2 separate regions of the Hordeum vulgare genome follow, and region 1 is linked to region 2. A link is a contact called in public Hi-C data. All regions are on one chromosome and are shown on one strand. The core of a region is the stretch at or near the end of the contact, and the rest is flanking DNA. Distances in the headings are between cores, read along the strand shown. Region 1 has its middle 130 kb from the start of LOC123411497. Region 2 holds the start of LOC123407428 (THO complex subunit 4D-like).

What was found. Hi-C and Micro-C count contacts between places; a contact is called where the count stands out from the background.
Region 1: a Hi-C map of seedling shows a contact between it and region 2, with 2.2 times the contacts expected there. The contact joins the enhancer-like site here to the promoter of LOC123407428 in region 2. A contact is called at or near these places in 2 of 6 Hi-C or Micro-C datasets (leaf and seedling).

Annotation. Positions count from the first base shown.
Region 1 is chr7H:110,588,879-110,595,216 of MorexV3_pseudomolecules_assembly, reverse strand. No RefSeq gene overlaps it. Among protein-coding and RNA genes, the nearest start is that of LOC123411497, 130 kb to the left of the region's middle. Within about 2 kb of position 3,171, at least 2 of the 3 cell types and tissues checked have open chromatin away from gene starts, as enhancers often do. A contact at or near this core is called in leaf and seedling, where this site is marked.
Region 2 is chr7H:110,384,672-110,391,117 of MorexV3_pseudomolecules_assembly, reverse strand. It overlaps LOC123407428 (THO complex subunit 4D-like), which reads left to right and starts at 2,005. Exons shown (of 7, transcript XM_045100561.1): 1 at 2,005-2,285; 2 at 3,014-3,301; 3 at 3,831-3,974; 4 at 4,072-4,140; 5 at 5,043-5,236; 6 at 5,359-5,415; 7 at 6,141-6,446. The coding sequence starts at 3,050. The coding sequence ends at 6,333.

The DNA of each region.
Region 1 (6,338 bases), core at 1,922-4,421, 200 kb before region 2:
CCACAATATCACGAACTATCCGGGAGTTCCCCCCGGCAGTTCCAACTTAGTAGATTCATTGGGAACGGCGGTCCTCCTCTTAGGAGGCCGCCAAATCATTTGGAGAAGAGCTATCCACTGCCACACCGTCTTCATTCCTCATTTTTTCCGATTGGCATTTTTTTGTGGTGTGCCAACCAGAGTTATCATTACCAGAGCCTGTGATGCTTCAAACTAGTCCACCATGACAACCGTGTTCCCTCTAGGAACTATGGCACCAATATTGCTGGATGATGCAGCCTTTGGCAAGGCCAGGGTAGTTGAGTCCATCGCCGGTCTTTTCCCAAGGGACAACATGTCCTCTTTGTTTCCTTCATGGACAGATATAGAACCATCTGCCTCCCCAGCGACATTACTGGTAGGATTCTTCGCGTTAAAACGCCAACTTTGCGTCATAAGCTGGTTGTTTTGCTCCCTAATATCAGGATCTTCTTCTTCACTGCGGTATAAGTCATTATCCCTCCAGTTATTGTGCTTTGAAGGAGTCCTTCCGGCACCTCGTCCCCTCCCAAAGGTATCTGCATGTTCATCTCCTGAGTTACGATATCTGTCTGAAGCACGACGAGGACCACGACCCTGGCCTCCGCCACGTCCTCCACACCCCTCCTGGGAGATAGAATAAACGACCCCCACTCCATATTGTTTGTATCATGTTCACCACTCCTGCATTCCTCATGACAATGCCTAGGTAAACCACAGTTGTAGCAAAAGAACGGGTAGCTTTTCGAACTTAACCTGATAGAAATCAGTCTGTCCTGCTTTAGTAAAGCTCACAAATCACGTCAGCTTCTTATTGACATCAAGCCGCACTCTAGCTCTAACAAACTCTCCCACAAATCTATTGGGTAAAACAATTTGAAGCTCTAGCACTTCCCCAATCCGTGCTGCCATTGCTTTCACAAAATTTTCGCGCTTTAACACCATATCACGCAGCGTATGGATTTGGCGCCAAGTTTCAATTCTATCCAGTTTCACCAACTCAGGTTTTGTAAAGCCGTCGTATTCAGCAATCACAAGTGCCATACCTTTGAAATCCCAAGGTCCTTGATGAATCGCCTTCTTCCAATCCGCTAAACATTGAAATTGCACCGAAAACAGGTTGGAGTTGATTCTCGCCACATAGCATCTCGTGTCGGATTCCAAGCAGCCTTCATGTCCGCAATGAGGGCTCCTTGACCATAGTTTTTCTCTGTCAAAACCCTAGCAAGCGCGAGGCACATAGGTTTTTCATCTGGTTCATTAGCCTCATCTTCTCAGACTAGGTTATCACGTTCGTCCTCTTCTAGATGCAGCCTCTCTAGGAGAACACTTGGATCCGCTGGTTCCTTCCCCCCACCAGCAGTTGCACCCGCAATTGAAGCCATTGGCAATCTTCTGCGGTTTCCCAAAACCCTAGATGAGTTCTGGTCGTCAGTAGTCAAAGAAGTTGGAACCTGGGTCAGCGTGCGTGCACGATATCCGGGGATGGATGAACATCACCGCGAGACCAAGTTCGACAGCAAAAAGATGGGAACCCACGGCAGCGACGCGCCGAGGGGACTAGAAAACCATAGGCCGAAGCCTTAGGGGAACTCTTACGCCTTCCAATTTTTTGAAGCTTTCTATTGCTAATTGCATCTTTGTTCGTGAAAGTAGGAGCTTAAATTATGATGGTCACAACCTTGTTAGGCATGTCTTTTTCTCTAGGTCAGGGACGTCATATCTTCCTGGATCAACCTCATCATTCGACCAGTATCCCTATAATTATTGTTATTGATCAATAAAGCATGGAAGGATATTTAAAAAAATTCCTTCTTGATTGTGCACCCACGTGTGAGTTCTTATGTTGGAGATATTATGAACCAACTTTCTTTTTTCTTAATACAGTATAATCATAGATGTTTACATACATATACATACACTTATTCTTATGAATGCACTACTACACATTATGTCCGGCCTTATTCGGTTTGGATGATATTCATAGAAAAAACTTAGGAATAAGGATTCCAAGGAAAATTTCCTATAGACGCGTACATGAATTTTATAGGAATACTATATTTCATGTGTTTTTGGAGGAAACTACACATCTACTTAAAATTAATCTTGCGTGTAGGAACACGGCAAGTCAATTCCTTAGGATGGCAAGTGTCAATAGCAAATTGCTACTCTACTCATAATTCCTATGTTTTGGTTTCCTCCAAACCGAACGAATCCTTCGTGTGAGCACTTCCGAGTTACCGAGCCGTCACGACATCTTGAGACGGACAACTCATTACAGACGCCTCGTCGTTGAGAAAAATGTTTCTTCCACTAAAACATCAACAAAACGTCTGAAATAAATTCAAAAAATACGAGCAACACTCCCATATTTAGGATTTAAACCCGTGAACTGGATTCAGCACAAAAAAAAATCTAACCATACGAGCTAGGCTCAGTTGATAACCAGCCTCCAGACTGCAGCAGGCCTTTAGGAAAATTTCAAAACCTGACGTGGACATGTTCTGGAAGATATCCCCCGGAATCCCGGATGACCTGGCTCCAGCAACCTCCATGGTCAAATACTGTTGGGCGGATGGAGCGGAACCAGCATGGCAAGTTGGCAACGAGCCAATAATGGTGGGAGGTGCACTCACTCCGGGTGCGCCGCATGGAAACTACTAGAGTCAAAATGTCCAACGCATGCATGCATAGGCTGTGGGGTCTCTTCGCAACGCTAGTCTGTCTTCTCGTGCTGCCTACCTTCGTTTTCTGAAATACATACAGTATATATATTTTCCGATCAAGTTTTACTCTGCCAGTTGATATTTCAACTATATTCTTGAAGTTATCTTTTTTTAGGGGTTCTGAAGGTATCTAGTATTAGAGCAACTTTACTAGAATCGCCATACTGGTGCGATCACCACCTTTGTGTCACTCTGTATAATCAGATGGAAAGAGTCATGTTTGCCGTGCACATAGTGCAAGCATCAATATCATATCGATTCTCCGAGCTTCTTCCAGAGACAAGAACCGCGGTCGAGGCCCGGTCCGGCGTGAAAACGACTTTGAGCTCAACTGCTCAATAGTCACACCACCCTTATCTGTATGAGCATGGGTACATCCCAAGATCCATGCGCGACAGTGACCAGGAAAGAGACCATCAACAACTTACGCGTGGAAAATTAACAAGCTGATAGGTACAGGATCCCTCGGCAGGTCCCTGCACCTAATCCCCATTGACCTTGTTTATTGCCCCGTGCGCTACCCGCGCTAGGCGTTGTGCGTGAGACCAGATGTACCTGAGACGTACTAGATGGGAGCCTTGGAAATGTTTTCTCTTTTGGATGGTGTTTGGTCGCCGGGAGCTCTCGGAGGCAGGCGAGGCAAGGATTTAAAATGTAGTAGAACCGGTACGAGGGGATTACACATGGGAAAAGAGCAAAAGCACCGACCAAATGGGGGCACATGTCAGGGAGACCTTTTGGGTTTCCTTCGAAGCCAAGGCAAGGCGTATGAAGAAGTATTGCAGAATAGGCAACGCCTTGATGCCGCCCAATTTGGGACGTCAATACTCTTGTGCGTCTTCTTTTGCTCACATTTTGAATGGTCACAGCGTGTTTGGATACTCTCTAGTCATGTGACTAGTAGTAGTCAGACTAAAAGTTTTTAGTCAGGCCTTGTTTGAAAGGTGACTACTAATAGTCAGCATTAAATGTCTCAGTATTAAATTTTTCTCTCTCCTTTCCATTTATCTCCCTATTAATAGGCCTTGTTTGGAAGGAAAGCAGCAACAACATGCAACAGCAGCTCTCATGTCCCGCGCAAGGAAGGAAAGCAGCAACAGGATGGGCCCGCCAATTAATTAGAGGAGAGACTTTAGTCACTTTTAGTTGGGGGTGGGATGACTAGGGACTAAACTAGTTTTAGTCACCCATTAGTCAGGGGTGTTCGGAGGTTTACTGACTAAAAGTGACTACTACTAGTCTCTAGTCTCTAGTGATCCAAACACCCTCTCAATGTCTTCTTTATACCGGCGAATTTGGGACGGCAATATTCTTGTTCGTCTTTTTTTTCTTACCTCGTGAAGGGCCAGTGTTTTTTTATGTCGGTGAATTTGAAATGTCAATACTCTTGTGGGTCTTCTTTTGCTTACCTCTTGGAGGGCCAATGCTATAGAATTTTTGTCAAAAAAGACCACTAGCCGAATATTATTATTAAAAAAGACCACATGCGATACGAAATGTGAGAAAAGACCCCTATTTTCCGTGGCGGCAGACGCGCCATATGACGCGTGGCACGTGCCGCCACGGGCCGAGGTGGCTGGGCCCCGCCGCCACCCGGCGAGGCGGCCGGCCGGGCAGGTGGCACCTGCCGCCACCACTCCACGCGGCAGGCTGCCATGCTCTCGTACATGCATGCATCAACAGCCGGCTGCCTGCCTCAAGCGTACATGCATGCATCAACAACCGGCTGCCATGCCTCAAGCGCTGGCTGGCCATGCATGCTGCCATGCACAGCATCCCCGCCTGTCGCCTGAAGTGGTGGCGGCAGGTGCCACCTGCCCGGCCGGCCGCCTTGTCGGGTGGCGGCGGGGCCCAGCCGCCTCGGCCCGTGGCGGCAGGTGCCACGCGTCATCTGGCGCGCCTGCTGCCACGGAAAATAGGGGTCTTTTCTCGCATTTCATACGCATGTGGTCTTTTTTGACAATAATATCCGGCTAGTGGTCTTTTTGACAAAAAATCAATGCTACAATCACGACGACATGGAGTTTCTTAGCTCGGGGCTCAAACGTCATTCGTGGATTTCGGCTTTTGCAAGGAGACCGGATTTGGGAGGGGAAAGAAACGTGTGCATATTTGGGATATTTACACCATCGATTGGGGATTTATGACAAAGCAGGTTTGGATCTCACGTGTCATCGTTTTCTCACGACAGATGCCATGGGGTGGCTAATCGTACGTGGTTGGGACCGAAAGGACGCAGTCGGGCTACGGAAACGGGATTGGAAACGAGCGGTGCGAGACACACGAAGTACCCAGGTTCGGGGCCCTCCGTGGGAGGTAACACCCTAGTCCTGCTTGAGTTGGTTGATGATCCGGCTAGGGATACCATATGCTCCTAGTGTTGTATGCTGGAGGAAGAAGAAGGAGCTAGGAGCTCTATTTTCCCCTCGTATGTGTGTTTGGGTGTGTATTTGGCCGACCCCTGCATGGCGAGGGTTGCCCGGGGGTTTTATACGCCAACCCCGTGGGTTACAATAGGAATAGAAGGTACTGTATGGGACCCGGATGGCAGCCTTTGGAGCCGGCCAGGGGTTCCACCGGCTCGAGAAGTCTTGTCTCAAAGTGGGGCCTCTCCGGCTGCTGGGTCCCACCGGACGGGCATCGCCATTGGTGCGTGCTCGCTACGCAGTGGCATGCGTCGCGTTGTGCGTGTCGCCTTGCGTAGCCGGCTTCGGTCATCATACGGCCGTCTGCACTGTTGCCCACGCCGGGACAGGTAATGGAGTGGACGGGGCAATGCTCGTTACTGTGCCGTCTCGGCTGGTCACAGTCGGCGATGATCAGTGGCACATCCCCTCCACCGTAGACTCGCTTTGGTCTGGTCAGCGGTACCTGCAGCACTGTAGCAGTACCTTTGGTGATGATGGCCCTGGCGTGGTTCTTCACGGCGATGTGAGTGGGGCTGACCCGCCGGCTAGCGGGGCGCAGTCAAGCCGGACCGACATAGTCGGCCACGCGTAGCCGACCAAGGGTAGCCGGGTAGGCGCAACCGGCCTACAGGGGAGCCGGCCGTCCTGCGTATGTTTTTCAAAGGGCGCTGGAGGAGTCCTTGCGTTTGGCCTACTCCGGGGTTATCCCCCGTGAGTAGTACCTGAAGCAGGGCAGGCCCGCCGGCCTAGAGCGATGGACCTCGCCAATTTAATCTTGGTTTCTCGCGTGGCACAGGGTTGCAGCCGGATTGCCGACACGCCGACACCGACCTGGGTCGTAGCCGGCAAACGCGCGAGCCGCCTCGAGCTCTCTAGCGCGTTGAGAAAGGGGGCCACATGTGGCGTCCCGTAGGCCTAGGCATGACAGGCCACACGTGTGACAAGACCGGGCCGTGGAGCAGGGCCTTCCCGACGGCCGCCTCTGCCCACGCGCGCAGTTCTTCTATGGATTCGGGGGCGTCGGTTGGCGCTCCCGAGACGCAATTACGTCGCCCGCACGGCGGGGGGGGGGGGCTAGTGGGGGATGTGGGCGTCGGATCCCCTCCCCACTACCCTGCGTGGGGTTTAAATGGGCAGGGGGAGAAGCCAAGGGAGCCATTTGCTTTCCCGCTCTCACCGTTGTCTT
Region 2 (6,446 bases), core at 756-3,255:
CATGAGTGAAATAAGATAACAGTCCATTGATCACTTCACGTAGCTCCTTTGTTTTGTTTTGCTTGTCCCACTCAATTTCTCATCATGGTGAAATTAACAATGGACGGGTTGATTTCTCAAGAAAATAGGATAGGACTCACTACATTAGTTAGTTAGCTTATTATTTTAATAAATCAAAATGATTATAAAAAAATTAAAAGCGTGTGGTATTTTTTTCTCCCGTTTCAACGCACGGGCCCTTTTGCTAGTTTAAATAAAGTGCTTTGAAGACTTCTATAAATTTTATATTTCATGTTGGACACATCAAATATTCATGTTGCAACACACGGGCATATGTGAACACTAAGGTTATTGTCGGTAATTCAAATGAGATGCCATGTTAAAATAAAAAACATAAACCTATTAGGGCCTTGAGTCATGGTTATTACATTAAAAACATGTATTATTTTATCTCCCGTTGCAACGTACGGTTCTTTTGATAGTACTAGCAAAAAAACCGTGCGTTGCAACGGAAGAGAAAATAACACACGCTTTGAACGCAATATATTTTCATATGACATCACATTTGTGTTGCCGACGATGGCCATCGTCAGAAGTTCAGAACCAAGAGGAGCGATGTGTGAATCCCTTGCATACATCAGAGAACTCGCTCAGATATAATTATAAAAGAAGAATGTAAGCTTAGTACTCTGACATTAGCTCTGTCCAGTGTTAAACCCGTAAGCATCAGTGACAATGGGTCCACATTTCTTGCGAAGTAAATTCCCGCGGGGTCGCGGGGTTATACAAATGCCATCAATAACAGTCGAGCGTCGATGAGCTACAAGTAGATAGGCGATAAGAGTGTAACCCATAGTGAACATTTCCAGCCACCCCCTCTGAAATCTGAATGCAAACGGGAAGCATTCATAAAGTCAACTCACAAGCTCCATCAAGCTGGCACCACATAGAGCACCAACTTTGCCGCTGTATATCGCTGGTGTGTTACAGGCAAAGTGACCAACTAATCGATTGGATCCAATTTCAATGCCGTTGCATCATTTCAACTGACAAATCTGCAAGACTATCAATGGTAGGGACTGCCAGGGGAGATCCCATGGGCTGGAGTCGCGATCTCTGGAGCTAGATGGCCACCTAGCAGTGGCTGTGTGAGAAGAGAAGCGGCGGGGGAGCAACCCAAAGCACGCACCGGTGAAGGCTATGAGGTCGGGCCTCTCCGCTTCGATGAGTCGGCGCAGGAACCGGGTCGTGTTGAGGTCGGAGCAGCGCGCGCCGCCGACCTCCGGCGCCACGTCCCGGCAGCGCGTGGCGGTGCCGTTGCCGAAGTGCATGTCCGCTACCTGCGAGCAAGGGTCAGCGGGCGAGGCGCGAGCATGCAGGGGAAATCAGGCGAGCGAGCGAGCGAGCGAAGGTGCCGACCTGGAGGATCTTGAAGGCGCCGTCATGGCGGAAGCGGAGGGGCAGGGAAGGGGACCGCTTGACGCGGGGCACGGCGGCGCCGGGGTCCAGCAGGGCGGAGAAGCGGAGGAGGACGAAGGCGAGGAGGCAGGGGACGAGGAGCGAGAGGAGGCGGGTTGATTACCTGAAACATCAGGGAGTTTTTCGAAAAATGCAAAAAACGGTTCGGCTGTGACTACAAGATGGACCGCGGGTTGATTATCTAAAACTATGAGGGCTTTTGTGTAAAATGACAGGAAACGGTTCGTTCTTACTTAAAATTGGACTACGGATTAATTACCTGAAACTGCGAGGGTTTTTCTGCAAAATGACCGACTACGGACCATAGAAGCGCTGCGCGCTTTATTATTAGGGGAGACTTGTTGAGACAAAGAAAGCTTCGCTAGCAATTCGGCCGGCCACTGCGTCGATCGCTCCGGCAAACCCTGTGCGAAGCGTCGACATTACGAGGTGAGCGGCGTATAGGATTTTCCTCCCTCCCCTTGCCTAAAAAAAAAAGTTATCTCCCTCCCACCGGCAGCAAATAAAAGCAGAGCCCAATCCCCTGGGACCCGCACCAAGTCGTCTTCCTCTTCCACCCCTAGAAGGAAGTCGTCTCTCTCCTCTCAACTCCGGATCCGCCCTCGCCCCGACCCTCCGTCGGCAGACCTCGCCGAGGCGCAGACCGACAACGACACCGCCGCCGTCAAAGGCCCATAGATCTGAGCCCCCCTCGCCCTCCCTTCCGCGCTTCCTGCCAACGACCGGAGGAGAAGAATTCCCCGCCCCACAGATCCAGGATCCGCCCGCCGCCGGAGAGCCCTAGGGGGTCCCCCCCAGGCCCAGAGGTGACTTCCCCGCCCTTCTGGAACTACGGTAGCATTGGCATCAGTACGAGTATACTCCGTTGGTTGAGTCACTAACATGCGCAAAGCCCTAGCGCGGTTGGATCCCGCGGGCTCTTGGCAAACGCGGTGCATGTTATTGGCATGAACGGGTGCCGGATTTTTTTTTCCAGCTCAGTACCGCTTATGGGAACCCCCGATAGTGAGGCTGCCTAGATTAGGCGATATGGTAGTGCCCATGGTGTCGATTGGTTGCTTCTTAGAAGAGTAAGATAAGAAGGGGTAATGCAGAGATCTAGCCAGGTTGTCCTAGTGAACCTGATGTGTTCTACAAATTATGTTTTGGGGTTGTTTGCGGCAGACTGCGATAGCCGATAAGGACTACTATGCCCGGTGTACCTGATAAACTAATTGTTAGTGTAATCCTGAATGTCATCGAAAACTTCGAAGAAAGTGAAGTTAATAAGCCTACTATTCTTCGTACCACAGTGTATTTGTTGGACGAGCACAATAGTAGCATAGTAGGAAGTTTGGAAGAGCTGAACTTTTCAAAATTGTATTGTTCTGCTGCTTATGGGGTATGGTTCTTTTTCTCAACTAGTGGAAACCAATGACCTTATATCCAGTTTTTTTCCCCTATCTGTGCGTGCATATTTGTTACTCTGCTTGCTTGCACCACATCAGTACAATTGAGCAATACATAATATTAAACTTCTTTGTCCTTTTTGCAGGGCTTTCTCCCTATTGAATCTCAAGTTTTCATTGAAATGGAGGCAGCTTTGGATATGTCACTCGATGATATGATTAAGAGCAGAAGTGGGAGGGGAAGAGGAAGGGGAAGGGGACAGAGAGTTGGTCGAGGCAGAGGTGATGGCCAAAGGTCAGGCAGAGGTGATGGCCAAAGGCTAGGCCGTGGTTTAGGCCGTGGACATGGCGTTGGAACCTTCCGTGGAAGGGGAGTGCCTTCACAAAGGCCACTTGGTGTCAATACTCGCTCGTCATCGTATGCTATTGCCAAGGCAAGCACAAAATCATCGCTGTTTTTCTGTATACCCTCAAGAACCCAAATTACAATAGATACCTGACAAGAAGTGGCTATGAACTTAATAAATGGGACAGCTCAGGCCTCAGGGCTCAGTTCAGACCATATTTTGCATACTTATGAACTGTGGAGCTTCAAAGAGGATCCGAGAGGTTTCTCAATTTGAAAATGCCCTGAGAACTGCCCCTTAGCTGCTGACAATTTTGTGGCGAGATATTTGTTGGTTTGTTCTGGTTAATGCTTCAAACTGAAAAACACATTGTCTCTTCTCATGGTCAGCATGCTGATGGACTATGTATTAACCTGTTGGATACTTATTTCTCTGGATAAATTCTCTGGTTCATACAGGGGCTATCAGCTAGCACCCATTTTATGCAATGGCGTATGGTTTTATAGTTTTGCTGATGCTAGTTGACTCATCAAATACTGCGGATTGATGAGCTTTGGGGATTATGCTAACAATTTATCATCACAATCTGGGTGTGCATGCTGGGGAACATCATCAGTCATTCAACAAAACAAAGGATTTTGCATGGACACATGATCGGTTTGAGGATAGCATGGTGGCTGCTGGACTTCCTGGGATAGAAACTGGTACCAAGCTGTATGTTTCAAACTTGCACTATGGAGTGACAAAGGAAGATTTACAGGTAGCTGGATTGTTATATTATGCATGCTGGAATATTCGACAGCTTCAATCATATTGGACTTTCTCAACCTGATCTTATCTGCCGACAACTGTTTCAGGAACTTTTCTCTGAAATGGGTCATTTGAAGAACTGCATTGTCCATTATGACAATAATAGACACCCAACTGTAAGTCTCTTATGAATGCTTGTTTTTCTGCTGCAAGTTTTTACAATTAAGCACTCGCTTCTGCAAATCTCATGCTACGAGCAAGTGCCTTTTGCCCAAACATATGCCTGATCATGCATGATGCACCTATCGTGTGCATATTAGGTGTTTGGATAATCCATTGGTTGTTTGTAATGAACTTAGGACCTACTAACTATAAGCTAGAATTTGGCCCAGCACAGCCTGATGATACAGACACACACAATAACTCTTGTAAGTGTGTGAAATGATAACAGGGTATCCTTTTCTCCTGCAATATGCATTATATATTTAATTATTTATTCATGTCATATTTGATGTTGCTTGCCCAAAGCTGAATGTTGCTTTGATTTATTGCTAGTTTAGACTTTAGACCTTAGAACTTGTATCCACCAAGCCTCTTCACTGCCCCAACACATACATGACAGTATGACACACACAGAAGCTTCATGTGAACAGCCTTTTTTTTAAATAATCTTACTTTCGATAGTCTCTCCACTTGTGGCCTGAAGGTCCTGGGGTTTGAACCAGCCTCTTGCAGAATTATTATGTAAGAAATTCCCTTCCTCAGACCCCACCTTGTATGGGAGCTTTCAGCACTGGGTATGCCCTTTTTTTACTTTCTTACTTTTGATAGTCAGTGGACAACCTATTTAACCTAATACTCCAATCTTAATAAGTAGCATTATTTATTTACCTCATTCTTTTTTTTTGAATATTTATCTACCTTTACCTGCGAAACATTAGTAAAAGTGCTGGTCCCTCTATTAAATTATGACAGACCATAAAATAGAGCATGTTCTAGTAGTCCTACTTTACAGCTTTGCTCATACTGCATGTCAGAATATTATATGGTTGTATTTTTCATGGATATTCTTGAGCAGGGTTCAGCTGAGGTGATATTCACTAGGAGGAGTGAAGCTGTTCAAGCATTGAAACGATATAATAATGTACGTCTTGATGGGAAAGAAATGAAGATCGAAATGATAGGAGCAAATTTGGGTTTGGCTGCTGCTCCTGCACCTCGTGTTAGTGTTGTTCCAGGCGCAAGAGGAAGAGGACAGAGAGAAGTTGTGATGTATGGCTCTTCTTTGCGAGTGCATCTTTTAGTTAGAGGATCCATGCTTATCAAATTTACCAATCACATTATAGTAGTTTGAACTTTTTGCCTATCTGTTTCTGACTACATGATGTTTTCAGGTCCCGTCCAAGTGGGTTTGGTCGAGGTGCGACTGACTCGTCTGGTTTCCTTCCTGGGTAGGTTCTTAGGATTCCACATCTTTGTAATTTCTTTTGCTGGATAAAAATAAGAGTAGTGCAGCTTACCTCTTATGACCAGTACACAACCTTGATTCAAATAGCAATCCATGGGAAGTCTGCCAACAAGTAGTTGCTATGAAGCTTGTGTGCCTATACAACATGTGAAACTTTGTTGTCTAGTGTTGTGACTTCATATGCTATGGTGGCAACGTTTGTGTGTCTGCACATCTTTCTGAACCTTGTGGTAGTGCTAGATATTTCTAGATGTATCGATGAGCTTCATGCTTGTCGTAGTTCATTGTAGGAACTGGCAGCTAATCATATGTGATGCAGTTTGATCTAAAAAGCCAATTGTGATACAATTGGCCTGCAGTACATGTTTGATTGTTGCTTTTGCATAGCAGGGCCAAATATTTTTGAGTGTTGGTCATGCGAGCTACTCCCTCCGTTCCTAAATACAAGTATTTTTAGAGGTTCCACTAGGGGACTACATACAGATGTATATAGACATATTCCATAGTGTAGATTCACTCATTTTGCTCCGTATGTAGTCCCCTAGTGAAATCTCTAAAAAGACTTATATTTAGGAACAGAGGCAGTATTTTTCTCTAGTGTTGGCAGACAAAGTTTCCGCATCATAGTTCATGGAAAGATCTGTTATCTGCAAGACAATTATTTTATTGCCTTGAACTTTGATTAACACATTGTGTTTGTACCTTCAGGTGGAAGCGCAACAACGGCTTTGCTCAAAGAGGAGGAACAGTTCGTGGACGTGGACGTGGGCGTGGGCGTAGCACCTTCGGTCGAGGTCGTGGGCGTGGCGTCTATGTACGGAAGGGGTCGGTGAAATCGGCTGATCAATTGGACAAGGAGCTGGACACCTATCACAACTCTGGAGCAATGAATGTTGACTAAGATGCTGCATCTCATCAGATCGAACCTGGAACTTTGGCTGAGGCTTTGAATTTGAGCTTGTTTTATGTGTGGTTTGCTGCTGAGTTGCCGTTGGTCATCTCCCAGCTGTGTGC